Linked DNA regions of Mus musculus: regions 1, 2 and 4 are each linked to region 3. Evidence: chromatin contacts called from public HiChIP or PLAC-seq, Micro-C and promoter capture Hi-C data. All regions are on one chromosome and are shown on one strand. The core of a region is the stretch at or near the end of the contact, and the rest is flanking DNA. Distances in the headings are between cores, read along the strand shown. Region 1 holds the start of Marveld1 (MARVEL (membrane-associating) domain containing 1). Region 2 holds the start of Sfrp5 (secreted frizzled-related sequence protein 5). Region 3 holds the start of R3hcc1l (R3H domain and coiled-coil containing 1 like). Region 4 holds the start of Golga7b (golgi autoantigen, golgin subfamily a, 7B).

What was found. Promoter capture Hi-C pulls out the DNA fragments that hold promoters and counts their contacts. Hi-C and Micro-C count contacts between places; a contact is called where the count stands out from the background. HiChIP or PLAC-seq counts read pairs in DNA pulled down with a chosen protein or histone mark.
Region 1: an HNF4G HiChIP or PLAC-seq map of pancreatic cancer cells shows a contact between it and region 3. The contact joins the promoter of Marveld1 here to the promoter of R3hcc1l in region 3. A contact is called at or near these places in 2 of 39 promoter capture datasets (hippocampal neurons and liver) and 2 of 115 datasets of contacts at active chromatin or transcription factors (memory CD8 T cells and pancreatic cancer cells).
Region 2: a contact with region 3 is called in a promoter capture Hi-C map of stem cell-derived epiblast-like cells, with 6 times the contacts expected there. The contact joins the promoter of Sfrp5 here to the promoter of R3hcc1l in region 3. A contact is called at or near these places in 9 of 39 promoter capture datasets (the 3T3-L1 cell line, the C10 cell line, embryonic stem cells and 3 more), 2 of 484 Hi-C or Micro-C datasets (cerebellar granule neurons and embryonic stem cells), 1 of 115 datasets of contacts at active chromatin or transcription factors (astrocytes) and 1 of 9 other capture datasets (embryonic stem cells).
Region 4: a Micro-C map of embryonic stem cells shows a contact between it and region 3, with 4 times the contacts expected there. The contact joins the promoter of Golga7b here to the promoter of R3hcc1l in region 3. A contact is called at or near these places in 4 of 39 promoter capture datasets (cranial neural crest, embryonic stem cells and stem cell-derived epiblast-like cells), 1 of 484 Hi-C or Micro-C datasets (embryonic stem cells) and 2 of 115 datasets of contacts at active chromatin or transcription factors (SST interneurons and neural tube).

The regions. Positions count from the first base shown.
Region 1 is chr19:42,145,511-42,148,841 of GRCm38.p6, reverse strand. Marveld1 (MARVEL (membrane-associating) domain containing 1) reads right to left here and starts at 1,453. Exons shown (of 2, transcript NM_183195.2): 1 at 1-1,453. The coding sequence starts at 1,193. The coding sequence ends at 672.
Region 2 is chr19:42,200,683-42,203,825 of GRCm38.p6, reverse strand. Sfrp5 (secreted frizzled-related sequence protein 5) reads left to right here and starts at 1,574. Exons shown (of 3, transcript NM_018780.3): 1 at 1,574-2,334. The coding sequence starts at 1,815.
Region 3 is chr19:42,517,071-42,520,232 of GRCm38.p6, reverse strand. R3hcc1l (R3H domain and coiled-coil containing 1 like) reads right to left here and starts at 1,428. Exons shown (of 7, transcript NM_177464.4): 1 at 1,376-1,428.
Region 4 is chr19:42,253,855-42,257,313 of GRCm38.p6, reverse strand. It overlaps Golga7b (golgi autoantigen, golgin subfamily a, 7B), which reads right to left and starts at 1,575. Exons shown (of 5, transcript NM_027694.2): 1 at 1,131-1,575. The coding sequence starts at 1,142.

The DNA of each region.
Region 1 (3,331 bases), core at 204-2,703, 370 kb after region 3:
CCCAATCTGAATGAACACCAAGGATTTAGGCGGAGAGAAGACTTGCGTCGTTAAGTAAGGTATAGCCAGCAGGCCTTTGCTATCCACCACTTCTGTAGCTGACTCCACCCAAAGACTTCGTAGACGTAGGGCTGCGCAGGGAGAGAGCCAAACTACAACTAAAGACGTCATCCATCATCCATCCTAGCACTAGCTAAAGCCTGTCCCCAGCTCCTCTTGCAGCTGCCTGACTGCATTCTACACCTCCCTAGGCTGGAAGAGGGGGCAGGGAAGGGATGCTCTTCCGACTGCAGGGCAGGAGGGAGGGGGCAATGGCGCAGTCCAAAGACTGGTTCCAATTTGGGAGCCTCCCCCGGATCTACGCGGCGGCGCCTGTCCACGTCTAGCTCTCGACAGGGAATGAGGAAAGGGACTTCCAGGCTTCGCCTGAAGCGGCCCAACTGGGTGTGTGCGTCGGCGCCTCGGATGGCTGCGTGGGTCCCTGGAAGCTGATATCTGGGCTGAGCTGCGGTACAGCAGTCAGACTAGAACTGAACGTCGGGGATCCAGGGCGCGGGCAGTGGAAACGCAGGCAGGGAGAGGGTGCAGGGGCACACCGGCACTAGGCGGCGGCAGGAAGGGTTCGGGAGGGATTCCCTAAACCGATCTGGGCCGCGGTGGAGCGGGTGGCCTCACACCACCTCCTCCTTGCCCTGGTAGCGACGGCAGCAGCCGTAGAGTGCCGAGAGTAGGTAGAGGCCGAGGCAGAGGCCGCCGCAGACAGAGGCCGCCAGGAAGGCATGGTAGGCGCAGGGCAGCCGGTAGTTCTTGAGGTTGCAGTAGCTGTGGCGCTGCGTCTGGTCGATCATGATGCCCGTCGCCGCCCCGTAGAGAGCAGCCGCCAGCAGGTCGTGCGCCACGTTGACCACGAGCCAGCGCGAGCCCAGCACGGGCACCAGCTCCTGCTTGCCCAACAGCGTGATGAAGTAGAGCCCCAGGGTGAGCAGCCAGAAGAGCACGGACACGAAGAGCGCGAAGTGCACCGGGCCCTGGTACTTGCTGGTGGCAATGGTGATCCAGAAGGCGGCTCCGGCCAGCAGCTGCAGCAGCCGCAGCACGCCCAGCGGGCCGCGCAGGAAAGCCCGCTGCAGGCGCAGGGAGCCGCGGGCCGTGCGCGCCTGGGGCGGCGGCTGGCGCGGGGGCGGCGGGAGCATGGCCCCCGGACGCGGCGGCGGCGGCGGCGGCGCCCCGAGCAGCGGAATGGCGGCGCCTTGCTCGCGGGGGCGGCCCGAGCCCGGGCCCGCTGCTCCCGCTGCTCCCGCTGCTCCCGCTGCTCCCGCTGCTCCCGCTGCTCCCGCTGCTCCCGCTGCTCCGAGGCCTGCCCTCCTCCCTCTACTTCAAGTCCTCAGCGCTGCTTCTCATCGGCACCCTTCCTCCCTTCTCTCCTTTTTCTCCCTCTCTCCAGCCCTCCTACTCGCTCTTTGGCCGTCCCCTTCGTTGGTCTCCACCCCTCCTCGCGCCTCCCAGCTTCCTGCCGTCGCGCCCTCCACCCTGGCTACCCCCCCTTTCTCCTCCGCTCCCATTCCTTCCTTCTGCAGCCAGGGCTGAATGCCCGCACCCCCCTGGCCCATGACAGGCCTTTTGCCCAGGCTGCTGGGCCAAGTTTGCCACATCTGGAGCCACCCCAGCCCTTCCTGCCTCGCAGGCCTGGCCGATCTTAGGTCTTCGAGAAGAAAGCTACAACAGCCTCTGCCCAGCCTGTGGCTGGACCCTCTTGATTCTCTCCAGTCACAGGAGACTGGAGACATAATTCTCTCCCATCGAGGCGTCCCATCAAGCCTGAGTAAGCAGGAGGTCTGAACTGACAGTTGTTCTCACTGGGACATCCTCAGTACCCTTCACTTGCCCACCACAAACTCGCCTGTCCAAAGCTGGTCTCAGACTGTCTTGCCATGAAGGTCTCTTGGTCAGTGTAAGAAAACTATCACTCACTGGAGGCCCAGCTGCCTTACCCACAGCGCACAGAGCATAGCAACGCCAAACACTTCGACCATTCCTTCCTGGCCATCTTTGCGTCTTGCTTAGATTAAAAACATGTCACCTAACATGGTCAGGACAGGCCTAGGTCTCAGAGATGGCATGTCCCGTATGCTTAACTATTGACCTAGATGGCAAGGATCCCAACGATGCCAAGGTTCATTGACATTACAGGGCCCTCTCTATGTAAGCTTCCCGCGACCCAAGACAGGAGAGCAATAGTTGTTTTCATTTTTCCTGAAGACTGAAGGGTTTCAGACCAGGAAGCCAGAGATGGCTTCTCTGCTCTCCACCCCACCAAAGAGCCAACCTTTGTGCTTCAGCAATGTTACACAACTGACCTGGCTGTTCCCAACCCAGTATGGAGCTGTGTCCTGTCAATGTGGCACATTACATAATCTGTCCCCAACCAACTTCCAGTTTCTTGGGTTTTTTCCACTTCCTTCCCCAACTCATGTCCAAACTCTGTCACTTATGAACTGCAAGTTTCCCACATGAACTCAGAATGCTCTTTATTTTCCAGACACTCCCTCACCAGCAGACATACCCAGTTTAAGCACTTACTGGTTTAAGGTTGAGCTCCCCACATTGACAATTATTTGTTTGTCTGGGCCTCCATTTGAATCATCCCTAGTTCTGAGTCTACTACATCAAAAACTGGTCTATTCTGGCTTATCCATCTTTGCCTGAGCCTGGCATGTAGGAGCCCCTCAGTACATACAAATGGAGTTGCTTGCCAATTGGCTGCAGGAATAGTACTGGACCTAAGTGTGGTGATTTGAATAGATACATCCCACATAAACTCACTGCTTAGCCCATAAGGATTGGCACCGTTAAGAGGTGTAGCCTTGTTGGAATCAGTGTGGCCTTGCTAGAGGACCTGTTTCACTGTGGCTGTGGGCTTTAAGGTCTCATGTGCTCAAGCTGGAACACTGTGGAACACAGTCTCTTTCTGCTGCCTGCGGATCAAGATGTAGAATTCTCAGCTCCTTCTCCAGCACCATGTATGCCTGCATGCCACCATGCTTCTTGCCATGACACTGTAACAAGAGTTTTAGTGGTAAGGGTATCTCTTCACAGCCATAAAACCCTAACTAAGACACTAAGCAAGCCACATTTGCCTACAGGACAATGCCTGCATCAAACCACAGCTGATCATACACTTCAGAGTCCCATCCCCTTGGCCTGGAACAGTAGGTGCCCTTCCCTGCAGCCTGGTTCCCCTTTGAAGAAAAAAACTTTGGCCTGTCACTGCCACCCCAGTACATACTACTCAAGAAAGCTCCAGATGCATATTATAAATGCTTAAATTGTG
Region 2 (3,143 bases), core at 325-2,824, 320 kb after region 3:
CATGAAGGACCAAGCCTTTGTACCTCATATATATCAGCATGTGGCAAGTGTCCTCTATGTGTGGAGTGGATACTATAGTGTGGGTCCACCTCTCTCCGCTACATGAGCAGGTCGGTTAGAAGCCAAGAGCCCTGGAAATATTGAGGAGCAAAGAGAAGAAGGAAGGACAATTGGGGAGAAACGCTCCTTATTCAAAGTGGAGCCAGTCCCTACCCCCTCAATCCCTACCCCCCTCACATATACTCCACTTTCCCACCCCCGGCCCTTTGGAAGCTCGTCCCCGGAAGGGAAGCCAGAGGTCTGGTGAAACCAATAAGAGCCTCCTTCCGCAAGCCTCTGTTCCAGTTCCTCTCACAGAAAAGTCAAGGAAGACAAAACCCAGACAGACACTAAGCGTGGGATCCTGGAAGTCACCTTTCTGATGTCTGCTTGGAGGACAGAAGCAGTTCTCCTTACACCCACAGTGTTTCCTGCCCAGGCTGGACTCTATCTTGCCCAACAATAGTGACTCTGCTCTTTGGAGCCTACCGCCTGAATCAGACCCTGCCCTCCTTAGCGCATGACCCTGGGACAGTTAACCCCACGTCTCCAAATCCTCAGAATCCAGACCTTCAGGTTGTTGATGTGTGCTCTGACTCTGGAACCGCACTACCTATATCCAATGGCCACTTGGAATCCTCACCTGACCTCAGCTTCAGCATCTTTATCTGTAAAGTAGTGATAATAAATGGTTCCTACCCTCCTTAGGGCATCACTGTGAAAATTCCATGAGGTAGGTTATGAAATGTGCCTAGGACAGTCTCCAAGCACAGCTAGCACCTATTGGGTGTGAGCTTTCATTAGAAAAGGGCATGGATAGCCGGGCGGGGTGTGCATGCCTTTAATCTTAGCACTCGGGAGGCAGAGGCAGGAGAATCTCTGTGAGTTCGAGTCCAGCCTGGTCTACAAATTGAGTTCCAGGACAGCCAGGGCTGTTACACCGAGAAGCCCTGTCTCAAAAACAAAAACAAAAAAACATAAACAGATGTTTATAAGGTCGTTCAGTGATGCACATTATGCATGGCACTTAGTAGGGATTCATTAAATAGAAGCCAAAATTCCCTTTACCCTGCCCCCTCGGGTGCCACGGATTTGTCTTAGCCATCTGCTATCCCTAGAGGGCTGCCAAGTGCCTGGCATTGGACAGAACCTCAGGGCATACTTAAAGACCTCAGGGTGAAGCTCTGCTTGCCTGGCCAGGAGGGCGTGGATGGCCAAGAGACTCCATTATCTGAGAAGAGCGATGGAGGTGTTGGAGAAGGGAAACCAGAGCCGAGCAGGGAAAGGCCGAGGCACAGAGATAAGCAGGTGAAGTGAGTGAGAAAAGGAACAGGAGAGAGACTGTGGTGGAGAGAGATAAAAAGACGAAGCAGGGGGCAAGGGTGAAAAAAATGCTGAGCCCCCAGGAAAAGGCACAAGGAGAGGTCTGGGCAGCAGAATAGTTGACGGGTCAGGGTCGCGAGGCGAGGCGGGACCCGAGGGACCCGAGCCGGGCGGGAAAGACTCAGGGTTCCTCCCAGGTCCGCCAACCCGGGGCGGGGGTGGGAGGTGAGGGGGACCAGCGGCTGCAGATTGGCTAGGGAACGGCGAAGCCTGGGCTGGAGCCCCGTGGTGGGAGGCGCCTGGATCACTCCGGCAGCGGAGCGGAGCAGAGACTGCCACCTACTTGGACGACCCTAGTAGCAGCCGGCTTCAGGGAACATCCCAGCCGGGGCGCACGCCGGGCAGCGGGGCGCCGAGCACCGAGCCGTCGGGGCAGGCCGCAACATCCAGCCATGTGGGTGGCCTGGAGCGCACGGACGGCCGCACTGGCGTTGCTGCTCGGGGCGCTGCATGGGGCGCCAACACGCGGCCAGGAGTACGACTACTACGGTTGGCAGGCCGAGCCGCTGCACGGCCGCTCCTACTCCAAGCCACCGCAGTGCCTCGACATCCCCGCCGATCTGCCGCTCTGTCACACGGTGGGCTACAAGCGCATGCGGCTGCCCAACCTGCTGGAGCACGAGAGCCTGGCCGAGGTGAAGCAGCAGGCAAGCAGCTGGCTGCCACTGCTGGCCAAGCGCTGCCACTCAGACACCCAGGTCTTCCTCTGCTCGCTCTTCGCTCCCGTCTGCCTGGACCGACCCATCTACCCCTGCCGCTCGCTGTGCGAAGCCGTGCGCGCCGGCTGCGCTCCGCTCATGGAGGCCTACGGTTTCCCTTGGCCCGAGATGCTGCACTGCCACAAGTTCCCCCTGGACAACGACCTCTGCATCGCGGTGCAGTTCGGGCACCTGCCTGCCACCGCGCCTCCAGGTAGCGCCTTTGCGCCCAGAGCGCCTCGGACTGATCCTCTCCCCAAACCCTCATCTGTACTCCCCGATAGGTGCCAAGCCCCTATACACAGCGCCCTGGCACTGTCTCCTTTTTCCTTCCAACCTTTATAAACTTGAAGCTCTGGGTATTCCCACTAGTTCTCTCCCAACTCTGACCTGTACCTTGTGCAACTCACAGCACGCTCGGTTTTCCGAGCTGCGGAATCCCTGGAAGCCTTGGAGACGTCCCTCATAAATGCCGTATTCCTTTCCTCATCTCAAGGATGCTTGGGGTCGCTAGGCAGTTTCTTTGACCTGAACTGCCGACACCCAGACAAGCGCTACTCCTTCCCTGACCTCGGGAACTTTGAGAAGAGGCGGGTGGTTAGGGAAGCCCTGAGGGCCCTCGTTTCAAGGCCTGTAACCCTAACTTCCCCTCCTCCCAATTCCTAGGCTTTTGGGTACTTTACTTTTCTGAACCTTCTTTGCCCAGCAGTGAAGTCCAGCATCTTGAGCTCCCAAGCCCTGCTTCCCACTGGCTCGTTATACTGCCATTAGACCTGATTTCTGATTCATCTTCCTTTTCATTGTGCAGGTCCTCAAAGCTGTCCCATATCTGGGGGCCACACCCCCTCCTCCTTTCTCCAAGAATGCCTGTCCTCTTCCAAACTGGCCTGAGCCCCTAGCATCTCCCCCGCCCCCCACATACACACCCATAGCTCCCAGCAGGCAACCTTTGCCTGTTAACTGGGATAGTGAGCGCTCCCGTGAGCCCCCACAGCTGGAACATTCAAATCTCCCCCCCCCCCC
Region 3 (3,162 bases), core at 179-2,678:
TTTTTTTTTTTTTAAAGAGGAGCTCTTCCTGGCCTGGAATTCACTACCCAGACTAGGCTACCAAAATCTCCGAGACCAGCCAGCCTCCGACTCTGGTACTGGGATTAAAGGCTGCTGTTGCTTGTTATTGTTGTTGTGGTTACTACTAGGGAGAGAATTCAGAGCCTTATGCAATCTTACCAATGAACTACAGACACCTCAACCCTGCGCTAAATAGCTCAGGCAGCTATTATTACATGAGTAAGTAGTGCCTGCAACCCACAAACCCTAGACACTGGTGGTTCAGCACCAAGCTTCGGGAGCTCTAAGTCTTAGGGGATGCTTGTCATGTGTAGTGCTTCCAAGAGCGGAAACCGAGCAACAGGGGCAGCTGGCTGTGTGTCGCATGCTGATGGGCCTCGAAGTTTGACACCGATTCCACAGGTGGTCAAGCCCTAATGTCACCTCTCCGCTTGAAACCTTGCTTTAACACTTGTAGGTTTCATCGCAGTTTCTAAAGACACCATTAACTCCGGTCTTCATAAAGACATGACCGTTGATTTTAAAATCCAACTGACCTGGACCACACAAGAGAGGGTACAGGAACTTTATTTTAAATGTTTTCTAGCACAAACGTCTCACACATAGATCATAACACTGAAAAGCATAGTACAAAAGACCCTGCACCCCCTCTTTTTTTTTCCAGACAGAGAAACCAAGGTGGTGGTAATAGGACTACAAAAGACCACAGGTCCATCAAGTGGCCAACCCATCATCCTCTCAGGATTCAGACTCTATAAACCCCGTACTCTTTCCCTCACAACTCAGATGCGACGAAAAAAAAGTTTGTAAGACAACTTTCGATAAAGTGGGTTGGAAGTTTTCTGAGGACCGCCCGAGAAGAGCAGGAAGAACATCCTACTTTACAAACTGTTCCCGGCCAGCCCATAGCCCGGGGGTCCTAGCAGCGGAGCAGAAGTGCCACTGCCCGGGAATCGCCCGCGGCCCCGGGCTGTCCCGAAGCCACCTCGGTGGTCCACAGCTCCGCAGCCCAGAGGGGTCCTAAGACCCCGCTCGCTACCTGGTGACTGGAGACGATTTCTACCAGAAAGAAGCATTAGGGCAGAGGCCCAAGGCAGGCCTCCGGCCCCTTAGAAAACAGAAGAGACCGGAGGGTGGCCCTCCCGCCCCGGGGCTCCAACAGGTCGAAGGGCGGAAGCTTCCCAATAACCTCCGCCCCAGGCGGGGGCCTGCCCCGCGCGTCACCGGAGGAAAAGAAAACCAGCGTTAACACACAGGAGGAAAGAGGGTCCTCTCCCGAGCCGGAGGAAAGACGCGAGGGCAACCAGCACCAGCTCAGGGAGAGAAAGAATCGGGTTCAAGGGTTCGTGGTTACCGGGACGCTGTCGCTCTCCGCTTCCGCTGCCACCATGAAGCGCCTGCTCTTCCGCTCGCCGCTGGGGTGCGCGCCAGGCCTTGGCTCCGCCCACGCCGCGGGACCTCCTGGGAGTTGTAGTCTTCGCGAGCCCCTGTCGCGTCGCGTGGGGGGCGGGGCCGGCAAATGGAGAGGGCGGGAGGGCGTTGACGCTCCTCTATCTCCTGTATCGTCCATCCTCCATCTCAACCCTCAGCTGTGAAAGCGCTCAAATCTTCTCACGTCCTGCTCAATCATAACCGTGTCTCTTTCCTCGTCCACGGGCGAGTTTCTTCGAGCGTAATCTGCACTTAGCGTCTCTACTTCCTTCCTTGTGTGTGCTGAGTTCTACACTGCAGCTTCTGCCCCCCGCAGAAAATGTCCTTGTTGCAGCCAGTGTCCTTGTCGCCAAACCCACTGCAAGTATTTTCAGGCTGTCTAACTTAAGCATTAGTCATTGAAGCTCTTGGACATTATCATTTATTTTCTATGACACTATCCAGCTTTGCCTTCCTCATTCCATGCCGTTCGACTCGGTCTCTTCCTGTAATTCTCCCCCCCCCCCCCGAACTCACCTCTTGAATATTGTTCTCTGCAATTCTTAGAATAAGGAAGGGGAGCGTCCAGCCCGGCCCCTTTTTTTGCTTTAGCTTATCGTACTCCCAACTTCTAGACGACCCTATCTCATTCCTATCTTGCAGACTTGTCAAAAAATGGCTTGAACGCTTTGGTGGCGCGAATGGTATAGCCCTGTGATTGGCAAACAGGTGAAGTGCCCAGGATTCGATCTCGGAACTATACAAGAAAAAAAGAAATATTTGAAAAGTTCATACTGTGTCTCTCCTCTCTGTTCACTGCCTTCCCATCTATCTCCAATGCCTCTTCATCTACATTTGAATGCTAACCAAACCCTGTAGAGGCTCTCTCTCTAGCATTTGAGTCTGTTCTTTATTTCCACTGCCAGATACTTAATTCCCACTTGCTTAGTTTCTTAGCTGATTACTGTTCTCCTTACTGATCTCAGTACGGCTGTGGGGTCCTTACTGCCAAAGGCCGAGTTGTGTAAATAACAAATTTAATCAAGTCGTGTTTGTGTTAAAACCCTGTAAAGACACCATTCGATTGAGTTTGAGAGAAGGAATGAAGGTGAACACCTTGGAGCTTTTACAAAATAGTAGTTCCCAATCCACTACTCTCCTTCCCATCCCTTACCAGATCTGATTATGGGATAGGTTAGATGTGAGCCTTCCTAAAAAGTTTCCCCCTCGGGTGAGCTGACCACTCAGCAAAATGGTTGTATATTATTGCTTACAATGGGCCAGTGCTGGGGCCGAAAATAATGAGCAGACCAGTGCCTACCCCTGTGGATTTATGGTCCCTTAAGAAGAGACAGATACTAGTCAAATGGTTCCATAGCAAAAAACAAAAGCAGCAACAACAAAAAAAAATCGTCATCAGCTGAGCTAGGAATTGTGGGAGTAAAGTAACCTGTCCTTCTCTCTACTTCCTGCCATAGCCTAAGCTGGGGATCAAAGCATGGTCCTCGGTCTGAGTAGACCAGGGAGAGCCAAACTGTCAAATACTTGGATTGAATCATATGCCAATGCCCAGGTAGGCCTGGTAGGGAAACCAGGAACCGCTAAATGTGGGATGCTGGGAAGCAGAGCTATGTTAACTAGTTTAGCAGAATGGGCCTGAGCCAGCAGACCACAGATCTTGCAAGGCACAAATCAAGTTTGCTTCATTCATCAGGCCTTTGTTGAATATCT
Region 4 (3,459 bases), core at 326-2,825, 260 kb after region 3:
TCTGCCAAGCCTGCCTGCCCATGGGAAGGCGGGGGTTCTGGGAGGGCACGAATCCCTGCTAGCTAACCTCGTGCAACATCAGCAGGCAAACAATGCCAAGCAACATCAGGAGATCCAATGGAATGATGGCAGTAGCACTTGGTACTGATGTCATGCCACTCGCCGGAATCCCAGAGGCACCGCACAGAATCACTCACAGGCCTTTGCTCTCCTCCTTGGCAGTGGTCCAGCTAGGCTGGAAATGGGGAGTCACCACAAAAGCCGGCAGCAGCCGAGCTGGGGAGACCCAGTGTGCTGCAACACTCTAAAAATTCAAAGAAACTTTCAGCTCTGCTGTTGGCATGCTGTGTGGGTACCGAGCCAATCCTTTCTTCCGTATGTCAGCTTCACCATGCGTAAAGAGCTCTCCCCGGGGAGGAGTAACCTCTGGGGGTAGAGACACAAGTCCCGACTTCTTACACATTATGCCAAGATTTTGTCCTTAGCTAACAGGTCCCTTGGTCTATAGACACACTGTGAAGCACACAGTCGCTTCCCCCTCACAGGCAAATGTGGATACACTGAGAACAGCAGCTCAAATGGAGAAGGAAAGAAATTCTCAAAAGTGGGGGCTGGTGCAGGAGGTTCATTAAAACCAACCCTTTGGGTTCTGGGCCTGAGCATGTCTTTTTCCACGTTCTCCTCCTAAGGAAATGTGGATGTGAGGGAAGGTGTGTCTTCCCTAGACAAGCATTTGGGTTAGAAGCAGGATACTGCACCGCATAGCAACAACAGCAGTAGGCCACCTTCCCTCCCCTTACACAGGTGTGCAGGGATCTCCAAACCTCTAGGGAGTCAGAACCCTGTGTTCAGGAGAAGGGGAAACCCCAGACCAGCTGGGACTTGGTGCTATTGGTAACAAGTAGATTCCCAGGGCTCAGAGTGGCATGGGCAAGATTGACATGTCAAAGGTGAAGGGACCCCTCAGCAAAGCTCTGCTTATATGCCATGCCACTCCACACCTCCCACCATGAACCCAGGGAACCACCCTCTACCCCCATCCACCCCCGTCTTCTCCTCGTGCCCAGTCTGCCCCTAGTGGGGAATCATTCCCTGAGGCATTGCCTGCGGGTTAAGGTGTTGGGCCCTACCTCAGTGGCCATCTTCAGGGCGTTCTGACCAGTCCTTGGCTGTCGCTGGGCTGGTTCAGGGGGGCTGTCCGCGGTGCTGATAGGAAGAGCCGGTGGGCTGGCCGAGGCCAGCGAGGGCCTGGGCGCTGTCCGCGGTACTGATGAGATCGCCGAAACCTGAAGCGCGCTCCTGCCGACCGGAGGGTCCCTGAAAGGTGGTCCGTGCTGTCCACGGTGCTGACGCGGGAGCCGGACCGGGGAGGCGAGGCCGCGCCGGAGGCTCCTCACCACCCGATCGCCTGCTGCCAGGGTTCCTGCAGGCAATGGCCCGGTTTTATCTTTGACAGTGGCAGCAGCGGCGGGCACGGGGGCGGCGGGGGAAGGAGGGGCCAGCGCCTCGGCGGGCGGGGAGGGGGAAGCCGCGGCCCCCAGACTCCGGCACCCGCCGGAGAGGAGCCCCGCCCGCGGCCACCGGCTCCGCTCCCGCCCCACCCCGTCCCGCCCCGCCCAGCGCCCCGCCTCTCCTGCCTGCCCTCCCCCCCAGCAGGAGTGCCTAGAGCGTTGCGCTAGCTTCCACCGCCTCCGGGGACTTCCAGAAGCTGAAGAAAGAAGATGGGCTCTGCTGCAAGGCACCCGGCCTGCAATACGGAAGGCCCCACCATCCACAGGCCGCCAGCCTCTTACCTTTCCAAACACCTTCAAATTCTCACTCTAACCTTCCCGTCCTGCCCCAAGCACTACCCAGCCTTATGGGAACATTCCCTTCCCTCTTTTCTCCTTTCTGCTTCCTTAAATGGGTAAAATCCCATTAGCTAGGGGAAAATGCTGCAGATATAAGAGAGCATTTTCTTAAAACACATACGCACATTTCATCCCCAGGTTTTCCCTAGGGCCCTTTCTTTTATGGAAGCCAGTCTTTCTTTATGATCCTCCTAGTCCAGGTCCCACCCCTTACACTTCTGTCTCCCTACAGCCATCCCAGAGTTTATACACACTCCCACAATACCCAATTACCACCACTAATCAAAAACCACATGCCAAACCGGTATGCCCACTCTCCAAGGTGGTAATTTGGCATTAGGCCTTCCAATCAAATGGTTTATCTACTTAATAAGCAGAAAGGAAACCCCAACACAGGTGTCTTTGAACACATCCACAATAACCCCAGATCTGTGTCTGAGGGGAGCTGGGTACTTCTTCTACAGCCTGGCTGCCCACAGGTCAGCAGCGTCGGCCATGACATAAAACTGGAGTAGGTGCCACAACAGGCAGCCAGAAGACCTGACTCCAGGTCAGACTTCTCCCGATTTCCTACCTTGATTAGCTGTCTCACTCCCTGAGTTTACGGTCCTCTTTCTGCAGGATATACTTGTTGCCCTTCTTCATTAGCCTATAGCTAGGGTCCTTTCTTCTTCTACCAAATTTCCCATTTAAAATTTCCAAACATACAGGAGAAGTTGGGGAAAAGACATTTGCCAGAACAGTCTAACTAACTCAGTCAGCAATAGTATTTTTACATTTGATTTTGATTTGTTGGCTTTGCTGACGGAAACTGGATCAAGGAGACGTATATAATTTCACTAGATTATCAGAAAGCGATAGATTCCACAGTTTTATCCTTAAATACTTCAGCACTCATCCCCTCAGAATAAGAACATTTTCCTGAGGCAGGTGTGATGGTGCACACCTTTAATCTCGGCGCTCCTGAGGCTGAGGTGGGTGGAGAGACGTGAGACCTTGTCTCAAAAAGCAAAATAACATTCTTCTCTGTAATCACAATATCATTATCATGTCTTTTAAAATTCCATGGTAACCCTACTATTTTAGGATGGTTTGTTACCCCAAAGACATATTAATAGCTTTTTTTTCAGCAGAACTTTCTATTTTTAATACCAAACATTTATGGATCACTTAATGTGTGCCAGACAGTTCTACACTGCACATATATTTTGAAATCCTGACAATTGCTGTGAGTTACATTTTTTATTTTTTAAAATCTGTCTCTTTATCTGTCTCTCTGTATCTCTCTTGTGTCTTCCTGTCTGTCTGTCTGCCTCTCTCTCTCATGTGTGTGTGGGGGGAGGTGGATTTATGCTCTGAGTGCCACTGTGTGGATGCCACAGAGCCCGTGGGCAGGTGATCAGAGGACAACCTTAAATGTCATTGTCAATCTATACCTTCCATAGGGTCTTTTGTTTGCCTCTGCATAGTCCAGGCTAGCTGGCTTATCTCACCATATGAGCACTAGGTTCCAGGCATGCCATATCTGACTTTTTTACATAGACCTTGGAGATTTGAACCCTCCTCGCTGTTGCACAGCAATCACTTTAGCTGCTAAGCCATCTCCCCA